Linked DNA regions of Mus musculus: regions 2 and 3 are each linked to region 1. Evidence: chromatin contacts called from public Hi-C and HiChIP or PLAC-seq data. All regions are on one chromosome and are shown on one strand. Each heading gives the region's core, a stretch centred on a gene start, on an enhancer-like site or on the middle of the called end of the contact. The rest is flanking DNA. Distances are from core to core; before and after follow the strand shown.

What was found. A called contact is a pair of places that touch in the nucleus more often than the background predicts. HiChIP or PLAC-seq counts read pairs in DNA pulled down with a chosen protein or histone mark.
Region 2: a Hi-C map of bone marrow-derived macrophages shows a contact between it and region 1, with 25 read pairs. The contact joins two enhancer-like sites. A contact is called at or near these places in 11 of 484 Hi-C or Micro-C datasets (B cells, CD8 T cells, Th17 cells and 7 more), 6 of 115 datasets of contacts at active chromatin or transcription factors (bone marrow-derived dendritic cells, bone marrow-derived macrophages, cardiomyocytes and 3 more) and 3 of 9 other capture datasets (adipose tissue, liver and pancreatic islet).
Region 3: a contact with region 1 is called in an H3K4me3 HiChIP or PLAC-seq map of bone marrow-derived macrophages, with 4 times the contacts expected there. The contact joins two enhancer-like sites. A contact is called at or near these places in 3 of 484 Hi-C or Micro-C datasets (bone marrow-derived DN3 thymocytes, bone marrow-derived macrophages and regulatory T cells), 2 of 115 datasets of contacts at active chromatin or transcription factors (bone marrow-derived macrophages and large pre-B cells) and 2 of 9 other capture datasets (adipose tissue and liver).

The regions. Positions count from the first base shown.
Region 1 is chr10:117,817,005-117,820,856 of GRCm38.p6, reverse strand. Rap1b (RAS related protein 1b) reads left to right here. Exons shown (of 8, transcript NM_024457.2): 5 at 255-395; 6 at 2,248-2,391; 7 at 3,397-3,513. The coding sequence ends at 3,483. Among named protein-coding and RNA genes, the nearest start is that of Nup107, 26 kb to the right of the region's middle. Within about 2 kb of position 2,261, at least 28 of the 459 cell types and tissues checked have an H3K27ac peak or open chromatin away from gene starts, as enhancers often do. A contact at or near this core is called in bone marrow-derived macrophages, where this site is marked.
Region 2 is chr10:118,119,377-118,123,228 of GRCm38.p6, reverse strand. No RefSeq gene overlaps it. Among named protein-coding and RNA genes, the nearest start is that of Mdm1, 20 kb to the left of the region's middle. Within about 2 kb of position 1,733, at least 117 of the 459 cell types and tissues checked have an H3K27ac peak or open chromatin away from gene starts, as enhancers often do. A contact at or near this core is called in bone marrow-derived macrophages, where this site is marked.
Region 3 is chr10:118,081,867-118,085,718 of GRCm38.p6, reverse strand. No RefSeq gene overlaps it. Among named protein-coding and RNA genes, the nearest start is that of Mdm1, 58 kb to the left of the region's middle. Within about 2 kb of position 1,873, at least 112 of the 459 cell types and tissues checked have an H3K27ac peak or open chromatin away from gene starts, as enhancers often do. A contact at or near this core is called in bone marrow-derived macrophages, where this site is marked.

The DNA of each region.
Region 1 (3,852 bases), core at 1,012-3,511:
CCCACAGAATGATGGCTCTGTCATGCTGTACCTCTGGGATAAGACGAGAGTGCTCAACACTTGATGGTAGGTTAAAGGCTGCTCTTAGAGACACTGTATTTCTGTTCCAGTTGAACATCTGTTGTATGTACGTCTGTGGTAAGACTTTAAAAGAACTAATATAATCTCTCCAGCAGTATCTTGCTGTAATGTGTAGTTTTAAGGAGTGTTACGTGATGATTTTCTAAGCTGGTATCTTGTACCTCCCACCACAGGAGCAATTCACAGCCATGAGGGACCTGTACATGAAGAACGGACAAGGCTTCGCTCTGGTTTACTCCATCACAGCACAGTCGACATTTAACGACTTACAAGATCTAAGAGAGCAGATTCTGCGGGTTAAAGACACTGATGATGTAAGCAGACTTAGTCATGAAGACTTAGGTTTATTCCAAACCTAGTTAATAGTCAGTTTTAAAATTTAAATATTCTCTCAACTTAATTAGTTTTTTTGATACAGGGTTTCTCTGTGTAACCCTGGCTGTCCTGGAACTCACGCTGTAGACCAGGCTGGTCTTGAACTCAGAGATTTGTCTGCCTCAGCCTTCCAAGTGCTGGGATTAAAGAGACCACCACCCAGCTTGCCTTTATTTTTTTGCTCCTGCTTTTTTAAAAGCAGTTTAAGTGTTTGCTGCTCAGGCATGATCTCCTTTTTGATCTCGCCACACCAGAATTACCACCTGCAGGCTTTGTGTCTCTGTTTCTAGACCATGAGTATGTGGGGAGGGAGAAAGCTGTGTGTGGCCACATTCACGGTAGACTTAACAGACTCTCCCTATAGCCCAGGCTAGCCTTGAACTTGGAGTGAGCCTCCTGCCTTCTTCCCCCAAGTGCTGGGTTGATGGGCAAAATGCTTTGAAAGTAAGATCTAGCCACATTTATCTATGACCATATATATGCCTAAATATGTCTCTGTATTGGAAAGGAACATAATGGTAAAGACAAACAACCAATATGTTCAGTTCTAAAACATTAAATTTAGGTGTCCCTGCAGAGTGAAGTGTAATGGACTCTAAAATCTATAGATTTCACAACGGTGGCTTTAATTCCTCATTACCTGTGGCATAGGTTCTTAAGTTTGTGTGATCTTATATCAAAATTTCAGTAGGAATTGCTACAGAACCTTTGACTCACGAGGCTAGTGTAGGGCTTGAGAATTTGCCTTTTTGACAGGTTTGTTGGTGATGCTGCTGCGGATGTGAATGCCACACTTTAATGACCATTGTAGCGCTGGGCGGTTGGGTGTGCACTTATTCCTAGCAGGTTCCTGGACAGCCAGAGCTATAAGTGAGACTCTTAGCTCAAAACAAAACAAAATAAAAAACAAACAAACAAAAACAGAAAGAAAGAGACAGGCAGACAGACAGAAAAGAAAGAAAGAACGAACCAATCATAGAGTTAAGTGAACTAATATTGAAAGAGCTAAGTGCCTTTATGGTGGATGCTGTCATTTTCTGCACTTCTGTTTCTTTTAAAGATTTTTTTTTAATGTTTTTATGTGTCTGAGTGCTCTCTCTACATGTATACCTGCATTTCAGAAGAGGACATCAGATCCTATTATAGGGCGGTTGTGAGCTGCTATGTGGCTGCTGGGAATTGAACTCAGAAGCTCTGGAAGAGCAGTAACCAGTGCTCTTAACCACTGAGCCATTTCTCCAGCCCCTTTCTGCACTTCTGTAACTGAGAATCTGCAAGTTTTTGTTTTTCTGCAATTGCATTATTGTTTATTTAAAAAGTATCTTTTAAAATGTTAATGGCCACTAGTGGTTTGCATTACTTTCCCCGTACTACTCTTTTAAAATTACAAACATTAGATCTAGCCCAACTTGAGAGGCCATTAATAAGTATTTATTTGTACTAAGTTGATTTATTTTGTCATAGACTGTGAAATGAGAGGTTACACTTAGGACGTGAGAAGCTGAAATTTCTGCTTTAGGGACCTTCTTAATTTCCCCTTTTTGTATTGTGTAATTCAGTAACCGTGTGTCAGGAACCAAACAAACGTGAAGTTGGTTCACACCCTTAAACATTTTGAAGTGTTGAAATCTGCCAGCTTTTCATGGTAACACCCTTTGTACTTCCTATTAAAAAGGTTTTTTGATTACTGTGATTGGGTCCGCTGTGGTATGAATCTCCCCTCTGTTGTAAGCACCTTATAGCTTGGTCGTATTGTATAATTGTCTTTTTCCCTCATGACTGTCTTCGCAGGTTCCAATGATTCTGGTTGGCAATAAATGCGACTTGGAAGATGAAAGAGTTGTAGGAAAGGAACAAGGTCAGAACCTAGCAAGACAGTGGAACAACTGTGCATTCTTAGAATCCTCTGCAAAGTCCAAAATAAATGTTAATGAGGTATGTGCATGTGTACTTAGAATAGCTTCTTAGGCTCAGTGCAGCATCTTAAATTAATGGAGAGGCGGGGAGGTGGCTGAGCCCCGAGGCGCTTACTTACTCTTCTGAGAACCCGGGGTTAGTTCCCAGGACTGACATGGTGACTCATGACCATCTGGAACCCAAGCACCCTCTTCTGATGTCGCTGGGAGCCTGCATGCTCACTGTGCACATAAACTCATGCATGACCCAAACACACACATAAAAATAATAATTTTTTGCCAGATGGTAGTGGCACATGCCTTAAATACCAACATTCAGAAGGCTGAAGTGGGTGGATCTCTGAGTTGGAGGCCAGCCTGGCCTACCAAGCAAATTCCAAATAGCTGGGGCTATACTGAAAAACCTTGTCTCCAAAAATTAATTAATTAATTTTTAAAGAAAAGTATTACAAAGAACTCTAAGTTAATATATGCTCTTATAGGCCAAAAAAAAAAAAAAAACTTGTCTGGCATATGCATGCATATGAGTAACAATATGTTGGTTTAAGGGAAAGTTAGGCAGAAGGCCAGTTTTAAAAACCATTAATTTCATTGAGTATTTGAGAGTTTATATAAAGGCTAAAACTCAGAAAGATAGTGTGGTCCTTGAAGTAGGTGACGCCCCATAGATAGCAAGGCACAAAAGACGCGCAAAGCCAAGCCGTCTGAGACAGTAAAGGGCTTCTTTGTTGTAGGAGAGCTAACTGCATTAAGTAGAATTCTTCAACTCTTACTTTAATAGAAATGGTTTTAATTTTCTCAGAAAACAAAACAAAACCTGGTACTTATAAGAACACTGGCTTTACACTCCTTCTGCAAAAGAAAACGTGGAGATTCCTTTACAGCTGTGGAAATTGCCAGGAGTTTTTGTTTCTCTTTTTCATTTTTGGGTTTTTTGAGTTTGTTTTCCCTCTTTAAAAAAACAAGTGGTGGTGGTAATAATAATAATAGTAATTATAATAATAATAATAAAATATGTTTGCAGATCTTTTATGACCTAGTGCGGCAAATTAACAGAAAAACTCCAGTGCCTGGGAAGGCCCGCAAAAAGTCATCGTGTCAGCTGCTTTAATGTACTGAATGCATTGTAGCTCTGAGCCAGGTACGTTGCATTCACCTCACTAAATGATGTTTAATCCTTACAGATAGATATCAGGACTTGGTGTGGAAATCCTGGGGACTCAGATTACATGTTCATTTACATATTCATCAGAAGTGAGGGGCTTCGCAGGAGTGAACTTGGTTGTTCAGCACATACTTCTATCCTGGGGACCCTGAAAGCTTCTGATCAGAGCCAACCTTCTCTTCCCTCTTAGTTATATTTAGATAATTGAGACACAATAGAAGAGGGAGACAAGCTGTTGTAAGATGTGCATGGTGTGCCGACAAGGGCTTGTGATCTCTGCTCACTCAGGAGGACAAGCCTTCAAGGCAGGAACTC
Region 2 (3,852 bases), core at 484-2,983, 300 kb before region 1:
TGTCCTTATAAGAGTTGCCTTGGTCACAGCAGAGAAACCCTAAGACAGAGATTGCATTAAGATGCAATTTGTCCTTCCTGTATATCTCCGATGCTAAACAAATCACCCACACACACCCTTGTCCCCAGCTTGTAAATGAAGTCATTGGGATTACTCTGAGCCAGCCAGGCTGCGATGAGATTAGTAACCCTTCGAATTGGCAACCATCCTGCCCGAGAAGGCACGCGTGAGATGTGTCTCACTCTGCAGTGTTCATATCCTCATTGCTTCATTGCTCATCAGGAACAGTTTGGAATATGTACAAATCAGTCTCCATGGTAACCAATGTCCTTATTGAGTCAGATGTCACCCCCCCCACCACCAAGTGGCAGCCCGTCCACACCTACCTGAACCCCGAGTCCTCACTCATCGGTAGCAAATGTGGGGATCTAACTCCTGCATTGCTGCCTGAGCTGCCCATTTTGGAACCCAAGGTTACAGCCCAAAGGCTGGACTCCTCACACTCGTCACCTCCTGCCTGTGAAACAGAGACTATAGGCCCTGTCAGTGAGTCACACAGCTCTGTCATTTTCCTGTCACCCAAGTAGGAATTAGTATCTCCTGACTTTTGCTAGGCAAGATGGGAAAGCAGAGACTCCCTATCTTAGAAAACCGTGCCCAGGGGAAGACCAGCCCTCTGGGAGTCTGCCTTGCTTGCTTCTTGCTTCATGGAGGCCTGGAAACCCTAGTTTCAAAGTCTTGAACAATGGTTATCTTTGCTAACTGTAGGGATTCTCTTAAAATGAAGGGAGAAATTAAGAAACATTGTTACTTTAAAAATATTATTCCTGAGTCATCGGTATTTGAATGTTTTTGTAGGTTCGGATAGATTCCATATGGGTGGAAGGCTGGAGACTTGATTTTGAAAGGCAAACAGGATGCTTTAAACAGGAGGCAACTATGTATCATGCTACAACATCTCCCTGTGAAGGGATGTTGGAGCTGACTCGCACATTCTAGACCGGCCTCTAGCATTTATACTGCCTCAACAGACCCTACAGTCTCCATCGCCCCAGAAGAGACTCAAAACGGCACACACACTCTGCAGGCAGATGTCAGGGTAAGCCCAACAGCCACAGGAAACAGACGCGCATTACAAAAGAGGCTCCCCAGAGACAGGTGTGCGCTAGTGTAACCATGGTTTTTAATCTCTGCAAATGCACTCTCTGTACCTGCGCGCAGCTTGTACAGTACGTTCAAAAGAAACGCGCTAATAGCCAACAGATGGTCCCTCTCTGGCGCTTTCTTATCACGTAGCTTTGACTTTGCAGCTTTCCAGAATAGAGTGAAGCTGATGTGTCAGCTTGATTTATACATCCCATAATGAACCTCATCAAATACCGCTACCAATCATTTACGTCATACTCTAAACCTGGACTGGCTAGCTCTCCAGAACAGAGTGTACCTGATGTTTAAGCCTAGGAACTTGATACACGCAGCATCATGAACCTTGTGAAATATTACTATCAATCATTTACGTCGTAATGGACACCCGGACTGGCCATGGTACAGGGATGGCGTGTTTGTTTGTTTAACACTCTGAAAGCTTCGCGTATTTCTTTTCTCTCAGTCCTGGGGATTAGCAACACAGCAACCATTTCCTTTCGATGGCTGCCGTCAAGATAACCATCCCTGCCTGATTTCTTTGGAACGGCTTTCCCACGCTGAGGCGGAATCCTATCTTTTATTTATCTTAGAGAAATCGGAAAGACGCTGTCTACCTCTGGTCTGACACTGGTGTGGTCTCTGTCATAAAAACCAATAGTCAAGTTCAACCCAGGGACCAGGAATTGTTAAAGGTAATCATTGCCGTCCTCCTGGGTCTTTGACTGTCCAAGTGTTTGCTCCACAAGACAGGCAGGAACCAAGATGTAATCAAGACTCTGGCTGGTCCCAGAGGACCGAACTGCGTGTGAGTCATCTTCCTTTGTTACACAACCAACACAGACACAAAGGGACCCAGCAACATTTCGTCTCCTGAAGTGTAGCCTTTCATTAAATTACCGTACGGCACAACTGTGTTTCTACTCTCGGATTTTACAGAGCGGGCGTAGCTCAGGGGGATTGAACAAGTCTCAGAAAGCAACCAACATACAGAGCTGCCCCCATGTAGAGCTCAGAACCTCTTAAGGAAGTGAAGTGGGCAGAATTATCCTCATGAGGGACCTGCCTGGGAAACTGGAGCTGATGGAACCCAAACAGCACCGTGGTTCCAAGTAATGACACCACCTTTTGTTCTCGGGCTCTTTTTCCTACCTAAATCCTGTCACCTGCTTCTTCCCTAGGGAGTGAGCTAATCGGTGGCTGTTACCTCTCTCAATGGGTCCATCTGGTTCACTGAAATCTATCTCACCTGGAATAGCAAAACAAAAGATGGTAAGACAAGCATGAGTCAGTCTCATTTCTATGTCTATCACCCTCGATTTATGAAAGAATCCATTAGCTTCCCATTCACGGAAGGTGTCAACTATAAGGCAACAGGGCTTCCAGAACATTCTAATAAGACCTAAATTGAGCTGGTATTTATCCAGCTCATTTCAGGTTAAACATATAAGGTCCTAGTCTTCCTCCCTCTCCCCCACCCCCATGTGTGTGTGTGTGTGTGTGTGTGTCTGTCTGTCTGTCTGTCTGCCTCTGTCTCTGTGTGTCTCTGTCTCTCTGTGTGTGTCTCTGTGTCTCTGTCTCTTTCTGTGTCTCTCTGTGTGTGTCTGTCTGTCTATCTCTCTGTTTCTGTCTCTCTCTGTCTCTCTCTGTCTCTGTCTCTCTCTCTCTCTCAAGATCTCAATTAGCTGAGAATGACAGAGGGTAATATTGAGCATAATGATTCTCCAGCCTCTATCTCCAGAGCGTTGGGATTACTGGTGTGCACCACCATGCCCTAGTTATTGTTTTTATTTTTTTGATTTGAGACAGGCCCCACACTTTGTAGCCCAAGCTAGCCCAGAACTCTGGGTGACCCTTCAGAGTGCTAGAATTATAAGTGTGCGCTACTACACTTCACTAAGCATAACTCTTTCATTGGTAAAGCCCTTCAGGGAGGTAGTGTTAGAAGCTGTCCCAAAGCCCACCATGAAGAGGGGTGGGTGATGGGAGCCCAGTGTGAGATCACAGAAGTAGGACTTCCAGGTTCAACGCTGGCACCAGGTGCTTGGAACAGGAACGGAGAGCATCGACCCCAGTAACTCAGCATTTAGGCGGGCAGGTGTAGACAAGTGAAAAATCCTAAGTAGCTTATAAAAATCCCCTCTTCCACCACTACCCTCAAAACCAAAATGCTTGGTCTTCCTCTCTTAAGTATCCTCCTTTCTTATGCTTCATAACCTGAAGGGAGTAGAAATCATTTAGCCACATGGGAAGCAATAATGCATCACCATAATGAAGTAGGGGTGGAGAGAGCTTCCCTTTTTCTCATAGATTCCTGCTGAGTCTTTCAAGGGGCAAGAGGGTTGTGGCATTCTCTCAGATCTTTAGCTGGGAGTCAGATCAGTGGTGTTCTGCCTCCACTGATCTGTAGTTGAAACAGTGTTTGCTGAGCTGTGGGCTTTAGCAGTGAAGAACCATATGACAGAGCCATGGGCCTGACCCGGAATCCTGGTTGTGCTATGCTACCCGTATGATCACTGGTCTCCACCAGCCCCTGTCTTCTCATCTGTAGTATGGGCATAAAAACAGTACACACGGGCTGGGAGGATGCTCAGTCAGTAAGGTGACTGTCACACAAGCATGGGGGCTTGAGCTCAAGTCCCTAGAACCTGTGTGAAAGCCAAGTTTTGTGTTCTGTTATCTACAACCCCAACAATACCAGCTAAGGGG
Region 3 (3,852 bases), core at 624-3,123, 270 kb before region 1:
GTCTGAGACTAAAAGGGCTGAGGGGGCAGTGCCAACTGCTTCCTGCCTCTTCTATCAGGAAATAAAAAGGCCCCCTAAGCCCTCCACAGCAGAACCTGGCATTTGCCCATTGGGCAAAAAGCTGTTGCAAAGTTACTCTCTGCTTCAGGAGAGACGGGAACCCGGAGTGCTCAGCTTCCCCATTTGGTATCGCGAAGGTCAGCAAACAGCTAGGGCACGTACTTCCACCTCCCCAAAGTCCCACATGCTCCACACCCTGGTCCATCAGACCCACACACTCCGGGGTTAAGTGGAACCTCAAAACGTAGCTTCTCTTGCTCAGCCCAGGTCAAAGAGATGACCCAATATGGTCCGCAGATGAGAATGGGCACACGTTGAGGAGGAGACTGTCTTCGGCCCGTGTCTTTGCAAGAGCTGCATTTGGAACGGGATGACCCCTTCGCATAGTTTAAACAGAAAGCAGAATTGGCTTGCCACATACTTATGCCCACAAGACAGGGAGGGCCTGAAGCCAGACCACTGACTTCAGAGGAAATAGTTAAAGCAGGTCACCCTGGGTTCAGTAAGACGGGGGTGACATGGAGGGGGTTACCCTCTAAACCTCACCCAGGAGAAAGATGGGAACTGGTAAGCCTGTCCCTTTAAGATGAAAGAGTTGTAACTGGGGGGGAGGGGATTAAATGAATGATTCCCAGCGACACAGCTCATCATAAACAACCAAGCAAACATCAAGGCCCTTGCAATTATTCCCAGTGTTGGTTTAGTCTGGGACAGAAAGTTACACAGGGCCGGGCAGTGATGGCTTCATGCCTTTCATTCCAGCACTTAGGAGGCAGAGGCAGACGGAGTTCTGAGTTCGAGGCTAGCCTGGTCTACAGAGTGAGTTCCAGGACAGCCAAGGCTACACAGAGAAACCCTGTCTTGAAAAAAACAAAAAAACAAAAACAAAAAAAGAAAAAATGAGAAAGAAAGTTACACAGGTCTTTATTCTAAACAATGGATTATTTGATCTAATGCAAAATAGACTCTATTAACAACGTCATAAAGTGTATATGTGGAAGTTACCATCTTTATTATTATTATTATTATTATCATTATTTATAAGCCAATATTCTGCTTTCAATGTTTTCTTTCATCTGAGAATTTTAATGAAGAAGCAGAGAAAAGGCTTATGGAGAACACGACCCCTCACTTCTCATTTATAATTCAAAAGCGTAATCAGTCCGTGGGGACTTCTGATCTTCAACAGACCATAACAAAAATAATACATTTGAACTTTTTAAATTAAAAAATACTAATTCAGGGACCCACCTGAAGACACTTCAGTTATTCCCAAGTCACCTAGCAATATTCCACAGCACAGAAACGATCACAGATTTATCTGTGGCTCTGAAAAACGGCTTCCAGACGAGAAGAGGCAGCGGTCGGCTCGTAGGGTGCTTTATCCGAACCGCTAACACGGCTTGCAAACTTAAAGTACTTCTTGTACATGGAAGTATCTTTGAGATAGAAAACACTCCACATTCACTTTCAACAAGAGACTCCCACTGGGCTCCGAATGGAAGGATGGGTGACAAGACAGAGAGCTGCCATCAAACACCAGGTTGTTTTCCCTCTACCCAGGCTAACACCAAGGGTTGTCCATACGAGGAGAACATGTCTGAGAGAACAAGGAAGCTGATGTTAATCTGGTAAGTTAGCTGGTCATCCCTCAGCACTCCCATCTTTCTGTCACCGGCTTTGCCAGAGGTAAAATGTAATGTCAGAATGATTCTCTTTGCTGTATCATGTTCAACTTCCATAATGCTAACAGGGTGAGATGCGGTGAGCACACACTGAGTTTCCATCAGTGAGCACTTGCCAAGGGGCCCGTCGCCAGCTCTCATGCTGCTGTCAGATGTACAGGTGCAGCCTTAGGAGCGAGCTGTCTGGGTTTTTTTGGTTGGTTCGTTCGTTTTTTCTGTTGTTTTGGGGTTTTTTTTTTTGGTTGGTTGGTTGGTTCGTTCGTTTTTTCGAGACAGGGTTTCTCTGTATAGCCCTGGCTGTCCTGGAACTCACTTTGTAGACCAGGCTGGCCTCGAACTCAGAAATCCGCCTGCCCCTGCCTCCCAAGTGCTGGAATTAAAAGCGTGCGTCACCACCGCCCGACATTAGCGAGCTGTCTGAATTCACACCCCAGCCCATCCCCTACTGCAGAAAGATCCAACGGGTTCCTCAGCTCCCTCAGCCCTACCTGCCTCTTCTACAGTAGCTAAGCAATCACCTCCACCACCACCATCATAACAGGGTCACTCAAACTTTTTTCCCACAGGTAAAGTAGTTAATGCTTTGGTATCTGGACCTCAGAAGACACACATTTAGCTCAACATGGAATTCCTTAAGCCCAGAGTTGAGTATCAAGCTGTAGCCAAACAGAGCCATGTTAAAGAGGAAACTGTTCTACCAGGGTCACAGGGAGGGGCACACTGTACACAGGGACAGGATGTGGTTTTCTGTTATGAGGCATGAAGTTCACGATGGGGAGAGGTCATCCGAGGCTTCTGAAGAAGGTGGGGACTGGGTCATGGGAGGCCCAGTAGGTCATGGTGATGCAACTAGTTTCTGTAAGTCAAATTTCATAAACCAGGTCTATAAAGTACTTTATAGTTGTATGTCATGAGGTGTTCCTTGATGGACCTCAAAATAGCAGCTTCCTTCTGGGTTGGGTTTAGAAATATCTTAAATCTCATCCTTTCTTAATGCTCTGTGTGTGCGTGTTTATATTCTGTAGGCTCTGTGAATCTCTGCATATAGAGTCTTGTGCGTGTTGGCTCAGCCTGAGAGACTTAGAGTCGACTGTAGAGCATCATTGGGATTGACTGGGAGTCTGGAGGAGAGTTGGCTAGGTCTTCGTCCAAATTGCAAGCTGGACAGTTTGGCTTAGGAGACTCTCTCACTCCAGCCACAGAGATGGCTTTTTAACGAGGATGCTGAAGAGCAGAGGTGAGATGCTAGTGGTCCAGCAGAGAGGAGACAGAGTAGACTCAAAAGGAGAGGTCACGGGGTGTCACTGATAACAAGCAAAGCGAAGGAGGCGATCCTCTAGCATGGCACCTTGCGTTCTTGCATGGGCCAAAACGGTAAGAAGGTAACTCATTCCAAAGGTAAAACGAATCCAGTAAAACATGACTCAGTGGAAAGATGAAAGACTTCATTCACAACATGATGACACAGCATCCTTGGGACTCCCGAGAGAAATAAGAGATAGAAATTAAGTCCAGAAAGGACTCTTCAGCCCCAGTCTAAATCAGTCACATGACAAGTAATTTTCAGCTCTTTTGCCCCCCAAAATTAATTTAACATTCTATAATGCATTATACTAATTTTAATGGTCATCTTACTATTAAGATTTATTATTAATTATATTTTAAAACCTGGACTTTTCTTTTAAATTTTTTTCAAATTGAAATGTGCCTACCTTCATACATAGGCAGTACATCGCTCACAGTAAAATTACTTATATTCTCTATTTAAAAAGCGAATCTGCTGTAAAGCTATCACAGTTAGTCAGATGCATTGTAACAGGTCTATGTAAATGAGTCCCCCTTAGTTTTAACTCTCAACCTCACATGGTCCAAGACCCATCTGAGAGGGAGGCTACACTGAGGAATTACCTGTCTCAGATTGGCTGGTGGGCGTGTTTGTGGGGGAGTATCTTGATTGTTAATTGACATAGAAGGCCCCAGCCCACTGTGGGTGGCACAATTCCTAGGCTGGTGTTCCTGAACTATAAACCAGGGCTGGTTTGAGTATAAGCCTGTCTGCCGGCTCTCAAGCAAACGACATCCTTCATTATTGCTATACTTCTTGGCT